Linked DNA regions of Mus musculus: all the other regions are linked to region 1. Evidence: chromatin contacts called from public HiChIP or PLAC-seq and promoter capture Hi-C data. All regions are on one chromosome and are shown on one strand. The core of a region is the stretch at or near the end of the contact, and the rest is flanking DNA. Distances in the headings are between cores, read along the strand shown.

Region 1 (2,700 bases), core at 59-2,558:
CAAACTTGTAGCTCAGCAGAGATGGTCCATGTGAGTACAGATACAGTGGCTCACCCCCTAGACTGTGAACCTGGAGTAATTCAGAGAAACCAGGCTGAGAAAAATCATCACTGAATCTCAACTTTAGAAAGCAAAGAAATTGTCGCGATCCTTTCTTACAGATAAGGAAAATGAAGTTCACAAAGGCCAGTAGTGTGTCCTAGGTTACATGCTCAATTATTCACAGAACTAAGGCCAGTAGTGTGTCCTAGGTTACATACTCAATTATTCACAGAACTAAGTTAAAAAAATTCTTTTCAGGCCTGAAGAGGGAACTGAGCAGTTGAGAGTGCTTGCGCTTCTTAACACTTAAGTATGGTTCCCAGCTCCTGACTAACTCTTGGTCCAGAGTGGCCTGGCCTGGCCTTTGCACATACCTGAACACATGTGCTATGCACACATATGTGTGTAGACACAAAAATGAAAATACTATATTTTCTAAATGAAAGAAGCTGGACCTTTTATTGAATGTAGCATCTGCCTGTAATCCCAGCAATGGGGATCTGGGGTCTGGGGCAGGAGATTCAACACAGCAACCTCTTGTCCAACCGTGATTACAAAGCAAACTGTCTTAAAAACAAAACGAAAGGGCTGGAGAGATGCTCAGCGGTAAGAGCACTGACTGCTCTTCCAGAAATCCTACGTTCAATTCTCAGCAACCACATGGTGGCTCACAACCATCTGTAATGGCGATCTAATGCCCTCTTTTGGTGTGTCTGAAGACAGCTACAGTGTACTCATATACATAAAATAAATCTTAAAAAAAAAAAAAACAAAAATAAGAAACCGAGTCTTCCTAAGCTTATGTCCTAGCTGCTCTTTCACTGAGTCCAGACTAGAAATTACAGCGCGTTCTAGCTCCTAGACTACCTTGGCTGTCCCCTGAGGGCTCTGGAACACTACCCACAATTCGGGTCCAAGACTACATTGCTCCGCTCATGCAAGAAAGAATCCAGTCCTGCCACTCACATGATCCTACAGCTAAAGTTCCTAAGTCTGATTCTGTCTAGTTCAATTGGCCATGTAAGCATTTAAAAATGGTCTGGGAGACTTCTGGAGCTGGGGAATGCTCAAGTCACAGGCCTGACCTGGAAAGACAGGGAACAGGTAGGGTGATGACCTGGCTGGGCTCCAAGCCCAGGAGCTGGAGAAAAGTTTAAGTGGTACAGGACCGAAGAGGCGTGGCTTTGGTAGGGCGTTGCAAAAGGGGCGTGGCTCTGGGCGGGGACTTGACAGGAAGGAGGAAGGCCAGGCCCGTGTGGCGACCTGGAGCAAGGGTTGGCTTTCAGCGGTGGCCACAATGGCTGCTCACTGCCGGGGCACAGAGCTCGGTAAGGGCCAGCGGGTTGCGCTCCCCTTCGCCAGGTTGGGGGTGGGGGTGCCCAGGGCGATCCCCGGAGGGCGGAGACCTGAACTGAGGCAGAACTCGGGGACAGCCCTGTCGCCAGGCTCTATGCAGTCTTAACCCTTTAAGCGGAAGCAAGGAAGGGTTAATTAGATCTTTGCACTATGTAGCTCTGTGGTCGCAGTAAACCAACCCGAGTGAAAAGCCTGCCGGGTACTTGTGTGCCATTCATTTACTGCCGGACTCACGTAGCCATTCCCAAAGTTGGCTGTGCTGGTGGTCATCGCCGTCTGCTAAAAATGATTTTAAATGCTTAGACAAAATGTTCTTTTTAAAACTATTTTTCACCTTATTGATACTAGTTCAGATATTTCTGGGAAAAAAAATTAAAAGTCTGTAATTCAAACGTAGCAAAAACGTGACTGAGCCAAATGTCAATGACTTAACTTTGCATAATAGATTGTTTGCTTTGTATCCTGGACCCTCTTAGGTGTGTGATTTTGGGTAAATTACTCACTCTGTGCTTATATACCGGCATCTGTAAAGTAGTTATTTATTAGGAAGCTACTTCTGTCTGAAGGTGGTTTGGATAGTGTGAGGAGGGGATACTTGGAGCCGCTGGTATATTTCTCTGCACTTAGTGTTGAATAAGCAACGATAATGAGCGCACTAAGTTCTTTTCATAGGGACTGATTTTGAGTGGCTGTGAGTGATACACAGGGTTACTCTTTTCAGAAGGGACTTGCCAGTCTAGACTTTAGAAGTGTTTAGAATTGCATGCTTGACAGGTAGTCTCTGTACCAGGTTAATGGCACTTTAGTCCCTCTCTCCAACAGAGCCTTACACTTTATCCCTGCAGTGTAAACTTTAGCAGTGACCCTGGAAGATGGACTAAGGGCTGAAGATGAAGCTAGTCTGCATCTTTGTACAAGGTCGAGGATGTAACATAATTCCCCCCCCCCCCCAACAGCTCTTTTAAAGTTTCAAATTTTCCTTTCAGGAGATGCAATTAAGCCAATTTTACTCCCCCCCCCCCCCCCCGCCCCCAGCCCCTAGGTTTCTCTGTGTAGCTCTACACTGTCCTGGAACTCACTCTATAGACCAGGCTGGCCTGGAACTCAGAAATCCACCTGCCTCTGCCTCCCAAGTGCTGGGATTAAAGGCGTACGCCACCACTGTCCGGCCATTTTTACTTTCTTAAAGTGTAAGTCCTGGGCTGGGTGCTATTGCACACACCTGTAACCCCAGCATCAGTTGTGTGTCAGGTTAGCCTGGACTATATAGAAAGAGCTTTCTTAAAAAGCCATCAAAACACT
Region 2 (2,700 bases), core at 113-2,612, 320 kb before region 1:
ATTCTATTGTGCCATTAGCTTGCTGCAGATGGGCCCTCTGCTCTCCCCCACCCCCTTACCCCCGCCCCTTTGTCTTCCCTGTGGACACGGGATCTATTGGCCCGAATGCCTTGCGTCTAACGCCCAGTCTGTTCCAAGGTCAGTGCTAAGTACCACAATCTGCTGATGGTGTTGCTAGCTCTAAAATCCTATGCTTGCCTTACAGGCTGACTGTGTTCTTCCAATCCATGGAAGGCCTTGCCTCGTTGACAGTATTTAAGGATGAGGCCCTTTGGAGGTAATTAAGATGCACAGAGTAAAGGAGCTGGGATTCTAGTGGTGAGGTTAATGCCTTAATATAAGAGAAACTAGTGAGTTTGCCATCTTCTTCTTCCCCTGAGCTTCACGTTGATAAGACATGGGAACACACAGAGCTGACAGCTGCTTACAAGCCAAAGATTAACAAGGAAATCTACATTGTTGGCAACTTGGTTTGGGGCTTTTCAGCCCCCATGACTATGAAAAATAATAGCATCTTTTGATTAAAACCTCAACTCTGTGATGTTTAGTTGTGGCAGTACACACACACACACAAACACAGAGGCATATACACATACACAGTGCATGTTTTTACTTTCTTTCTCTGGAGTTGGGTGCTTCAACTGTCTCTGGCCCAATATAGATGGCCACTGGGCTTGGTGACTCTGTTAGGCTCTAGGAAGTCATTACAGTGCTCTTGGCTTGAAACAATAGATCTGTGCTCTCCAAGTTCAGATTCAGGAGCTGAACACGCTCCCTTTGGAGCCTCCGGGGAGAGCACTTGTGTACCTTGCTCAGTTTTGGGTGGCCCCAAGTGTCCCTCCACTGGCAGCTACATCAAGCCAGACTCTAACCAGTCTCTACATGGCTTCTCCTCTGGCAATCCATACAGAGTGACTTATCCCCACAGACTTTTACAAAAGGTCCACATTCATAGGTTGTGACATGGACACAGCTCCTTGGAGAACACCATTCAACCCATGGGGACGTCTCCAGTAAATAAAAAACATGATTGATTATATCCGAAGCAAAATGGGCAAACAGAAACTGGAAAATGATTTATGTGGCTTCAGCCCGTCACCCCTACACTTTATTGTAATGAAGATTTAAGCCTCTGCGGTGTCTCTATGGCTCGAGGGAAACTCCCTGCAGAGTGACCTGAGCTGAGACCTTGTTTGGTTTTCCATTGGGTGACAAGCTAAATTACAAAGCCTGCAGAGTTGCTCGCTTGTACACCCAGCTTCGGGCCGGCTCAGGCTCCGCTGCAGTTCTACTTGGCTAATTTACATTTACAGTGTTCAGCCAATTAAGCAGCTCTTACCAACTTAGGGCATTTTCAACTGGGACCGCAGCACTGAATTTCAGGTCTCTTAGAGAGTCAGTGTCCACGTGCTCAGCCCGCTCTCCAGCTCTGGGTTTGTTTCCAAGGTTTCTTTTGTATCCGAGGCCTTTCCGAGTTGCTTTTTAGTCTGTGTCCAAATTGTTGGCGGAAAGCTGAGGAGAGTTGTGACTCTGTCCACACAAAGGCGAAGAAAGGAGTCATTATAGACCCAGGTCAGGCAAAGCAAAAACAAACACAACCACACCACCTTTGAATGCTTCACAGTTGGTGTTCACGGGGCAATGTTTGCCTTTGTTGAGTTTAATAATTCTATTTGCTAGTACACAAGCCAGCAAAGGATGGGAAAGTTGTAAGATTTGTCTGAGGATGGCTAAACTTACATTGACGATTTTTGAGCTGCTTTCAAAAAACCGATTCTTTATAAGTGGCACACACAACTAAGGAAGATATTTTGAAAAATAATCTCTTTTGGACAAATTATCCTTTATGGTTCTTTCTAAAGAAACTCCACTTGTAAAATATCTTAATCAATGGAAGAAAAAAAAACCCATAATTTAAATAAGCTCATGATTACTCTAATTAACCTTAAAAAATAATGCTGATTTGGGTTAAGTTTTGCAAAACTAGAGATTGTGTGTGTGTGTGTGTGTGTGTGTGTGTGTGTGTGTGTGTGTGTGTGTCTGTGTTTATCTCACAAGAGTAATATAGCAAGCCATTGGAAAACCTTGATGAGAAACTTGTGCAATTACAATGGCAGTTTTCTGCTTTATAAGGACACTAGTGCAAAGGTTTTTTTTTTTTTATCTGAAATGGGGAAAAATTTAAATTTGTACTGAGGCACCTACTTGCCAGTTCATCTTCAAGAACGGCTGACTACCTCGTAGCCCAAACAGTGTAAGATTCTATAATCTTGAGAAGCAAAAACTGATGAAGCATCAACAAGAAAGAAACAGTTGGGCCACTGAGGTTGCTCCATCCAGGCTGATGGCAACTGTGCAGGCCAGTATCGGGTGACAGCAAGTATCTCCAACTTGAAAGAGGCCCAGGACCGAAAGCTGGATTCCCAGAGCATGGGCTCTGTGAAGAATGCTTGAATCAAGACACACAGGATGAGAGGGCCGCTCTTCTCAATCAACGTCTCTTCCCTTAAATGTCTCTTCCCTTTAAAATCTTTCAGAGATCCACAGATTCCTCTTCCAGAGTAGTCCTCTAGCTCCGAATTCCTTAAAGGAACCATTGAGAAGAGACTTGAAGTGTGACACTTGGGTGCTTTGCTGCATCCTTTGGGGCTTGGAACAGATTACCTTGAGTAAAGTTCGAGAACTTCAGAGTTCAGATCA
Region 3 (2,700 bases), core at 19-2,518, 390 kb before region 1:
CCCGGCTTGTATATTTTCACTTTGGGGTGTCAACTGGTATTAGAGTTGGTTAGGTCTTGTTAGGCAGTCATATTGTCGAGATTTCATGGATGTTACACCTCGGTCATATGTAGAACTCACAATGTCACAATGGCAGACTTCTTGGTCCTCTAACTTAGGATCTTTGCCATCTGTCTTCCATGAGGTTTTCTGAGCCTACCCTGATGTGACCATGTGATGAGGCACAGCAATGACCTGCATGGCAAGATGTCCCTAAAGGTGCCTCGGCAGTAACTAACAGCTGTCCAGCTGGACGAAAGGCCCACTAAGTAGGAGGGAAATCACACCTAGTTCTGGAAACAGCCAACTACCCATGGCCAGTTAGGTCAGGATTCTTAGGTAATAACCTATGACTACTTTACTAAACCAGCACATTTCCTAACTGAATTTTAAATGCTGATCCTGACATCACAGACAAGTGTGGCTCCCACCCCCACCAAAGAAGCTGCTCTTTGCAGCAGGTGAAGTCCATTACTGTCTGAAAGTAAACACTGCGAAAAGGCTTTGACGTACCGCCCTCCGTTCCCTTTAACGCCACATCCCCCACCCGGGAATCCTGGGAACATTTTAAAGAGTCCTAGTGGTGATGGACAGAAGAGACTATAGTCCATCAAAGGTCTCACACACTGCTGTGGATCTAAGCATCTTAAAAGGAAGCCATTAAAGGACAGAACCACAGAATGTCCGTAAGCAAGCACAGAATGTCCCTAAGCAAGCACAGAATGTCCCTAAGCAAGCACAGAATGTCCCTAAGCAAGCACAGAATGTCCCTAAGCAAGCACAGAATGTCCCTAAGCAAGCATGTGGTGGTCTTGGGCAGCAGACTACTCTCTCTCCAGAATTTATTTAACTGATATCATCATTAGAAAGATACATCACGGCTGTAGGGAAGTCTAACTAAACTCGGACTTTCTGACTTAAGAGCTCTGGACTACCATCTTACACGTATCTTCTAGCGACTGAATCAGCATCCTCCCCCAAGCATTTTCACAAGAGGAAGCCGTTTCCAAACTTCACCCAGAAAAGGCGAAATCAGCCTATCAACACCATTCTCCTCTCACGGCACACTGAGCTAGAAGAGAGTCACAGGCCTAGAACTTACCCATGGCCTACTAAGAGCATATGGATTTTATGCCCCCCATCCCCCGCCCCAGGGCTGAGAATCCACCTCCTCCCTCCAATCAATCATCGGCTAAGCACAGTTCCCGGGTTTCCAGATTTCTCAGCGCTGTTAGTATTAACACGGTTTCCATGGTTACCCCACTCAAACAGGTGAGCTCAGGCTGTCACAGTGCTAAGGGCAAAAGAAATGACTTTGTTCATGATGTCACAGAAGCATAGCTCCAGTGAGTGGGTAAAGGGACTGATAGAATTACTGGTTCATATGTTATCCTTAGCATTTGCAGCCTATAAAAATGCAGCTTCTAAAATGTACACAGTCTAAAGAAAAACAGTTAGGAAATACATTAGAAATGTATTAGCAGCAGCAGAGTAAATGTGCCTGCCACCAAGCCTGAGGACCTGAGTCCAATCCCTCTGACCTACAAGGTCAGACTTTTTGCAAGTTCTCTTGTTAGCTCTACTCAAATGCTGTGGCATGCACACACACACACACACACACACACACACACACACACACACACACACACACACACATAATACTCACATTAAGGATCTAGCATCTCTGACTCTTCTTACCTGAGACAACAAAGGCCAAGAGGATGTCCAACCTTTGACATTTTAATATGACATTGTCATCTATAAATACATTGAGCTGAATTAATTCACAGACAACTCAAGGTTGAACACACCTGGGAAGAATTAAAAAGAGAAAAAAGCTAAGGAGCAGATTTGAATTCAACTCTGTTAATCTTCAAAGTTCCTTCTATTTTCGTATCATACTTTCCAGTGATCTGTCAAGCATAAGCTAGAGGAAGCAAGCATGGTCAGGGCTGAGGGAGTTCCCCAACACCTCTGCACGGTTGTGACAGGCAGTACTGGGGAAGCCATTCTTTCTTCGGGTCCTTACAGCCTGAGGACAAAGGCATCATAGTGACAGCTATTTGATAAGCTTTCGTAATGAACATTTTTACATACAATCTTTCTTTTACTCCTTAAAGCAGTCAACAGGCACAAGGATTATTATCTCCAGTTAATACACTGAACTAAAATAATCTGTTTACATCCATAGCACAAGGCTGGGAGTCAGGGACTCTGTGTTTATATTCCTGCTCTGCAATTTATTACCTATGAACATTCAGGGATGTCAAAGGATCTCTGAACTTCATTTTTGTGATTTCTAAAATAACTTGATTTCTTATAACTCATGGATGTGTGTGTGTGTGTGTGTGTGTGTGTGTGTGTGTGTGTGTGTGTGTATCTATGTGTGTGGACAGTTCTACAGCATCCAAACACAATACATAATGAATAGTAACTAAATCCCATTATCCACCGTGCATTAAGAATATCATAAGAAATGACATTTTCTTATCAAGCCACTGTGCAGGTAGGAATGGAATGACAACGTATTGCACCGAACAGTGTAGCGAATATTTCCTGATATTGTGGAGATCTAGCTAGCACTTCTAAGGAAAGAACTCAACCTAGCATTTTCAAAATGAACAACAAACAAAAAAGACTGCCGCAGTATTGGCCAAGATG
Region 4 (2,700 bases), core at 129-2,628, 330 kb after region 1:
GCTTACACTTCCACACTGCTATTCACCACCAAAGGAAGTCAGGACTCAAGCAGGTCAGGAAGTAGGAGCCGATGCAGAGGCCATGGAGGGATGTTACTCACTGGCTTGCTTCCCCTGGCTTGCTCAGCTTGCTTTCTTATAGAACCCAGGACTATCAGCTTAAGGATGGCACTACCCACAATGGGCCCTCCTGACTTGTTCACTAATTGAGAACATGCCTTACAGCTGGATCTCATGGAGGCATTTCCTCAAGGGTCCCTTTCCTGTGATAACTCCAGCTTGTGTCAAGTTGACACAAAACCAGCCAGTACAGGGACTCTGCCTCAAACAATATGTAAGATAAAAAATCTACAAATCTACTTCTAAAAGCTGTCCTCTCACCTACACACACACACACACACACACACACACACACACACACACACACACACACTCACACTGGTAGATTATCAACCAGCTTGCTCTTTATGCCTCGTCAAGCATTTCCAAGCTTCTGTTCATTGTTCTTTGTATAAACAATCATACTGTCCTGTCTGAATTCACTTATTTTTAAATCATATCACTTGATCTTAAAATCCAGAAAACATATCTTTATATGAACTCTAATTACCATATGATTGATTATAAAAGCCAAACACTTCTTAGTTTATTCTACGTGAACTTCCACAACCTTTTCAGCATATTTCTTCCAGTTGTGAAGCAAATGAATTCCGTGTTTCATAGAGGATCTACCACAAATTTGAGTTAAAGCACAAAGAGGGAGGCAGGGGGCATTGCGAGGTGTATAGGACACTGACATACAAAGATATACTTAGCATAAAATATAGTAATCGCAATGCTCTAAGTATTAAAAATCCTGGAAAACTCAATATACACACCTACTAACAGCCTAAATAATACAAAGAATGAAATAAATTGAAATGACATATCTTATTGTATTTTATGCTAAGGACAGGGTGGGAGCAAAATTAAAAATTCTTAACAAAAATGTATGTATCTCTGTGCCCTCCCCCAAATACTGTCATTAGGGGACACTCACCTAGGAAATGTAGAGATAAGGCTATGTACATCAGTTTGTTCCTTCCGAAGTACTCATCCGCAAGCCATCCCATGAACACAGGGGTAAGGACTGAGGTTCCAATAAAGCCCAAGTTGAGCATGGCTGCCTGGTGGTTGTAGGAGCCAAGCCTCCCTGTGCAAAAGGGGATCATGTTGCAGACGACTTCGAAGAAAGTGAACCTCTCACACAGCTCCACCAGAAGCAAGCAGATTCCAACTCGAAAACATCCATAAGGGCCCACTGTCTTCCACTGCTCAGGGCCACCATGTAAGACTAAGGGTGTTTTTTCATCATTTATGATGAAGTCTGTAATGGGCATGACTGCTTTTCCTAGACTATCACTTATGTGAGTTGCTTGGACCTAGTGTCTTTTTTTTTTAACCCTATTCCTCTAATGGAAAAAAAAAAGACGGCTGCTTAGAATTTCACATCTCCATGCTAGAATTTCTTGAGCTTTTTTGCACATGAATGCTATTTTTTGATGATCTGGAAGCCCAAGAGAGAAGACCTGAGCATTTAAACACTCAAAGCTCAGCACAGCCACATCTGATTTGTTTGTTTCATTACTTAGAGACCAAATTAGACGCTTCATCCAAAATTATATTGAATCACGTGACTCCAGTTGCATACGTAAGGAAGCTCGTCTGCCTCATGCAGATAAAGGTTTAAATATGGAGGCTCAAGAAGCAGTTTTTCAGGGGCATTTGAGCACTAGATCAAGAAATAATTTGAGTCTAATAATTTCTGATATTTTAATTAAAGAAGCCAGAACAGAGCCAAGAGATAAAGCACAGAAGGAAATCTGTTTTGAGGGGGCCGGGTACCTTATCATGATTACATTTCTTGTTATTTTTGGTTGGGATTCTGATAAGAAAGTTAATTAAGAAACAAAAGTGCTAGTACATTCAGGTAACAAGCAGAGTTTACAAGGAAGTAATTTAAACTCACTAATGAAAGGAGAAAATATTGAATAAACTCTGCTTCCTTTAGGTTGACCCCACACTTGTCGAAGAGCCTCTCCAAGGAAATGAGATTCAGAAAGCACCATTTGACTCACTGGCTTGTAATCAGCAGCCAGGAACACAGCAACCAGCTTACATGTGCTTCGGGGAACCTTGAGTTGAGCATTATTCTGACCCTGCAATAGTAGTGAGCATTGCATGCTGGAAAGCAAGAGGGCACCAATCAGGTTCACAAAGGCAGCGATGGATGAGAACGGCTCACCATTTGGGGGTTTAGCTACCTGGAGACAGGAAGACAAGTGGATGGAACGACTGGGTCAGGTAGTAAAATGTTAACAAGCAAGATTTATTTTCATGTTGGAGTATAAAATCAAGGATTGATCAAGGCTGTGGACTTTGGTTCTTATCACTTGTCACATTGGGAAAGAGTGAAATGTTTTGATGTGACCTCTGATTACAGTCTCCATGGACAGGTTGATGTTCTGATCTGCCCAGCTTCTGTCCCTTGCTTGGCTGTAATAGCTACTGTGGGTTGAACATGAATGCCCCCCATGGGCTTACGTGTTGAATACTCAGCACCTGTGGTAAGATTCTACAACCTTTAGGAGTCCGAGCCTCGCTGGAGGAAGTGGATTGTTGGGGCTCTGAGGAGACATTGGGGTGTTGTTTTCTCTCTGC
Region 5 (2,700 bases), core at 89-2,588, 340 kb before region 1:
CTCCAGGTCCTGCCAGGCTGGTGATCATATTAACCATCACAGGCACATAAATGCACTAAGTGACTACAGGTACAAGGGTTTCTATGGTTACAAGATGATGCTTACTTAGTGTCGCTCACAGCAGCACACAGAGAAATCCACAGACCACTGAAACCTGCATCTGTAGGAGGCTGGCAAGATGAACTTTAAATGGACGTGTGTGCCCTCCTTCAGAAGGGTAAATGGGAGCTGGAAAGATGGCTTTTAGGTTGACAATGCCTGCTGCACTTGTAGAGAACTTAGGTTTGTTTCCCAGAACCTACATAGCTGTTGACAACTGTCTGCAACTCCATTTCCAGGGGAGAGTGTACCGTCTTCTGGTCTCCGCAGGCACTGGGTGCAGGCAGTACCCAGACAGACAGACTGACAAACCTTTGTGCATGCAGTTTTAATGTTTTCCATTTTAAAAAGAATAAATCAGCTTAATATGAATTTATAGCAAAGATGACAACAGATGATTCAAGTGTAAATAGGCAGAGTAGTGTGTAAGCTGCATCACCAGTCATCGCCGTCAGCTGTGACGTCAGCTGTGACATCAGCCGTGACATCATCTTTATGCCCCCATCAACTAGGTACAAGGAAAAAAACACTCAGTAATGAGGGCTGCTTCCATGGGACAGAGTAACATGGAAGGGAATAGAGAAAGGGGGGGAGTTTTTCACTATTAACCTTTTCCATCTTTTAATTATGTTTTTATTCTGAACATAACATTCTTAATATGGAGAATACTTTCACAAACAAGAGGATGGTGTGAAATGTGTTTTATCTTCTCCATCCCCAGGAGCCAGTAGCTGTGTCGTCCCACGTGGTGACCATCTCCAGCCTCCTCCCAGCCACTGCCTACAACTGCAGTGTCACCAGCTTCAGCCACGACACTCCCAGTGTCCCTACATTCATAGCTGTCTCCACAATGGGTAATGATACAGACTGAGGCAATCTGGTCTTTTGAAGTTTCTTCATTATTTTTTTTTTAGTATTTCCTTCTCAATACATATAACTTGCCTTTTTGATGGAGTCAGTCTTCCTTTGAAAATACCCCAAGCTACAGGTTCAGGGAGCCCTTGACTCCTATCTCAAAGTGTGCTTGGCTAGAACATGTGACTTAGAAAAAGATTCGTATTGTCTTCAAGCATTTTTTTAAAAATGATATGTAAATATAGGATAAAAGAGTATGAATTTTAGATTTGGGCTATTTAGGTTCTTCCTATGTTCATGTTAATGGGTATAATCTTCTTGCCTGCATGGATGTCTGTGCACCGTGTACATGCCTGCTGCCATCCACCAGAGGGCAGAAGAGAGTATCAGATCCCCGGAACTGGAGCGAGATGGTAGCGAGCAAGCATGTGGGTGCTGAGAAACAAACCTGTACTTGGTGCAAAAAGCAGTTAGTGTTTTTAACCGCTGAATCGTCTCTCCAGCTTTAGCTTAATGTTCTTTAGAAAATTAGAAGTAAAAATACAGAAAGCCCTAAAAGTGTACACCAGACACAAAGGGCATCCGCCAAGAGAAATCACCAAGGTGATCCTTAGACTCCTCAACAGGGGTAGACACAGTCCTGACCAATGCACTCTCATCTGTACAGGCCCTTGGCTGGCCGTGGTCCAATAGCAGTTACCATTTCTACTTAAAATCAAAGCAAGAAAGCCGCTACTTCAGCCGTGCTAAAAGGCAAATGGGTGATTACTGTGGGGTCTGGAACAGGGCTTCTTGTTCCTTTCCTGTGGTATAGCGTGTTCATTGTTTGCAGCAGGAATTCTAGACCCTTTGTGAAGACCCTGTGCAGACAGCCACTCTCAGGAATGCTGTGTCCCTTTAAATGGATTTGCCTTTGTGTCTGCAAACCAGCTGCAGGCTTATGGCTGATACACTGAGGAGTAGTGCCAGCTCTGCTTTGTTTTGCTTTTGGCCTTTCTGTTGACTTTTCCTTTGTTAGAAAAAAAGACAGAAGTACACGTGGGCAATGTTTAACACTCCTTCATCTTACAACTCAGGACCCTTTCCTCCAGGGTTTTTGTTGGAGTGTTCTTATTTGCTTGTTTGGATGGTTTGGTTTGGTTTTTGATGAAGAGTAAAGTTGAGTTATGCTCTAACTACATAGTCCTGGCTAGCCTGGATCTCGTAGGAATCCCCCTGCATCATTCCTTCTGGAACTCATAGGGATCCTTCTGCATCATTCCTTCCCAAACTCACAGGGATCCTCCTGACTCATTCCTTCTTTCAAAAGCTGGAGCTAAAGTCGTTTGCCACCATGGGTGGCTTCTGTGACACTTTTTAAAATGCACTTTAATGCCTATGAATTCTTGTCTGTACCCTGGAAAACAAGAGCAACAGGTGACTTTTTTTGGTCCAGTTTACTTACAAGTGTAAACAAATAAGCTTGGGAGGTAAATATGGCTCCCCATGGAGCTGATGGCCTGTTCTTCTTTCTTCCCAGCACTCAGCCACAAACCTGAGTAGAGGTGACATATAGCAAGTACTTAAGGCCTTAAGGATTGGCTCTGTGGGGTTTTGAGATGGGTTAACAAGTAGCTCAGGCTAACTTCAAACTCACCATATAGTCCAAACATCCCCTATGACCCTAACCCTCCTACCTCAGCCTCCCAAGTGCTGGGGTGCGGGCATGTATCTCTTGCTTTCTGACCTCTAAAGGAGGGCATGTGT

The links. Promoter capture Hi-C pulls out the DNA fragments that hold promoters and counts their contacts. HiChIP or PLAC-seq counts read pairs in DNA pulled down with a chosen protein or histone mark.
Region 2: a contact with region 1 is called in an H3K4me3 HiChIP or PLAC-seq map of stem cell-derived neural progenitor cells, with 22 read pairs. The contact joins the enhancer-like site here to the promoter of Dera in region 1. A contact is called at or near these places in 5 of 39 promoter capture datasets (embryonic stem cells, frontonasal cranial neural crest, liver and 1 more), 1 of 484 Hi-C or Micro-C datasets (bone marrow-derived macrophages), 7 of 115 datasets of contacts at active chromatin or transcription factors (bone marrow-derived macrophages, embryonic basal ganglia, embryonic stem cells and 4 more) and 3 of 9 other capture datasets (adipose tissue, embryonic stem cells and liver).
Region 3: a promoter capture Hi-C map of second pharyngeal arch cranial neural crest shows a contact between it and region 1, with 2.3 times the contacts expected there. The contact joins the enhancer-like site here to the promoter of Dera in region 1. A contact is called at or near these places in 1 of 39 promoter capture datasets (second pharyngeal arch cranial neural crest), 2 of 115 datasets of contacts at active chromatin or transcription factors (astrocytes and epiblast stem cells) and 2 of 9 other capture datasets (adipose tissue and embryonic stem cells).
Region 4: a promoter capture Hi-C map of liver shows a contact between it and region 1. The contact joins the promoter of Slc15a5 here to the promoter of Dera in region 1. A contact is called at or near these places in 2 of 39 promoter capture datasets (both in liver), 1 of 484 Hi-C or Micro-C datasets (liver), 1 of 115 datasets of contacts at active chromatin or transcription factors (bone marrow-derived macrophages) and 1 of 9 other capture datasets (embryonic stem cells).
Region 5: a contact with region 1 is called in an H3K4me3 HiChIP or PLAC-seq map of bone marrow-derived macrophages, with 3 times the contacts expected there. The contact joins the enhancer-like site here to the promoter of Dera in region 1. A contact is called at or near these places in 9 of 39 promoter capture datasets (3T3-L1-derived adipocytes, the C10 cell line, embryonic stem cells and 5 more), 1 of 484 Hi-C or Micro-C datasets (bone marrow-derived macrophages), 4 of 115 datasets of contacts at active chromatin or transcription factors (bone marrow-derived macrophages, embryonic stem cells and microglia) and 4 of 9 other capture datasets (adipose tissue, embryonic stem cells, liver and 1 more).

What each region holds. Positions count from the first base shown.
Region 1 is chr6:137,753,269-137,755,968 of GRCm38.p6, forward strand. Dera (deoxyribose-phosphate aldolase (putative)) reads left to right here and starts at 1,309. Exons shown (of 9, transcript NM_172733.1): 1 at 1,309-1,370. The coding sequence starts at 1,340.
Region 2 is chr6:137,436,794-137,439,493 of GRCm38.p6, forward strand. The region is part of intron 19 of Ptpro (protein tyrosine phosphatase, receptor type, O); the gene reads left to right. Among named protein-coding and RNA genes, the nearest start is that of Gm52924, 160 kb to the left of the region's middle. Within about 2 kb of position 1,363, at least 38 of the 459 cell types and tissues checked have an H3K27ac peak or open chromatin away from gene starts, as enhancers often do. A contact at or near this core is called in embryonic basal ganglia, neural tube and stem cell-derived neural progenitor cells, where this site is marked.
Region 3 is chr6:137,361,178-137,363,877 of GRCm38.p6, forward strand. All of the region lies in intron 1 of Ptpro (protein tyrosine phosphatase, receptor type, O), which reads left to right. Among named protein-coding and RNA genes, the nearest start is that of Gm52924, 88 kb to the left of the region's middle. Within about 2 kb of position 1,269, at least 17 of the 459 cell types and tissues checked have an H3K27ac peak or open chromatin away from gene starts, as enhancers often do. A contact at or near this core is called in second pharyngeal arch cranial neural crest, where this site is marked.
Region 4 is chr6:138,078,538-138,081,237 of GRCm38.p6, forward strand. It overlaps Slc15a5 (solute carrier family 15, member 5), which reads right to left and starts at 1,379. Exons shown (of 9, transcript NM_177787.4): 1 at 1,040-1,379. The coding sequence starts at 1,379.
Region 5 is chr6:137,413,398-137,416,097 of GRCm38.p6, forward strand. Ptpro (protein tyrosine phosphatase, receptor type, O) reads left to right here. Exons shown (of 27, transcript NM_011216.3): 14 at 821-953. Among named protein-coding and RNA genes, the nearest start is that of Gm52924, 140 kb to the left of the region's middle. Within about 2 kb of position 1,339, at least 9 of the 459 cell types and tissues checked have an H3K27ac peak or open chromatin away from gene starts, as enhancers often do. A contact at or near this core is called in bone marrow-derived macrophages, where this site is marked.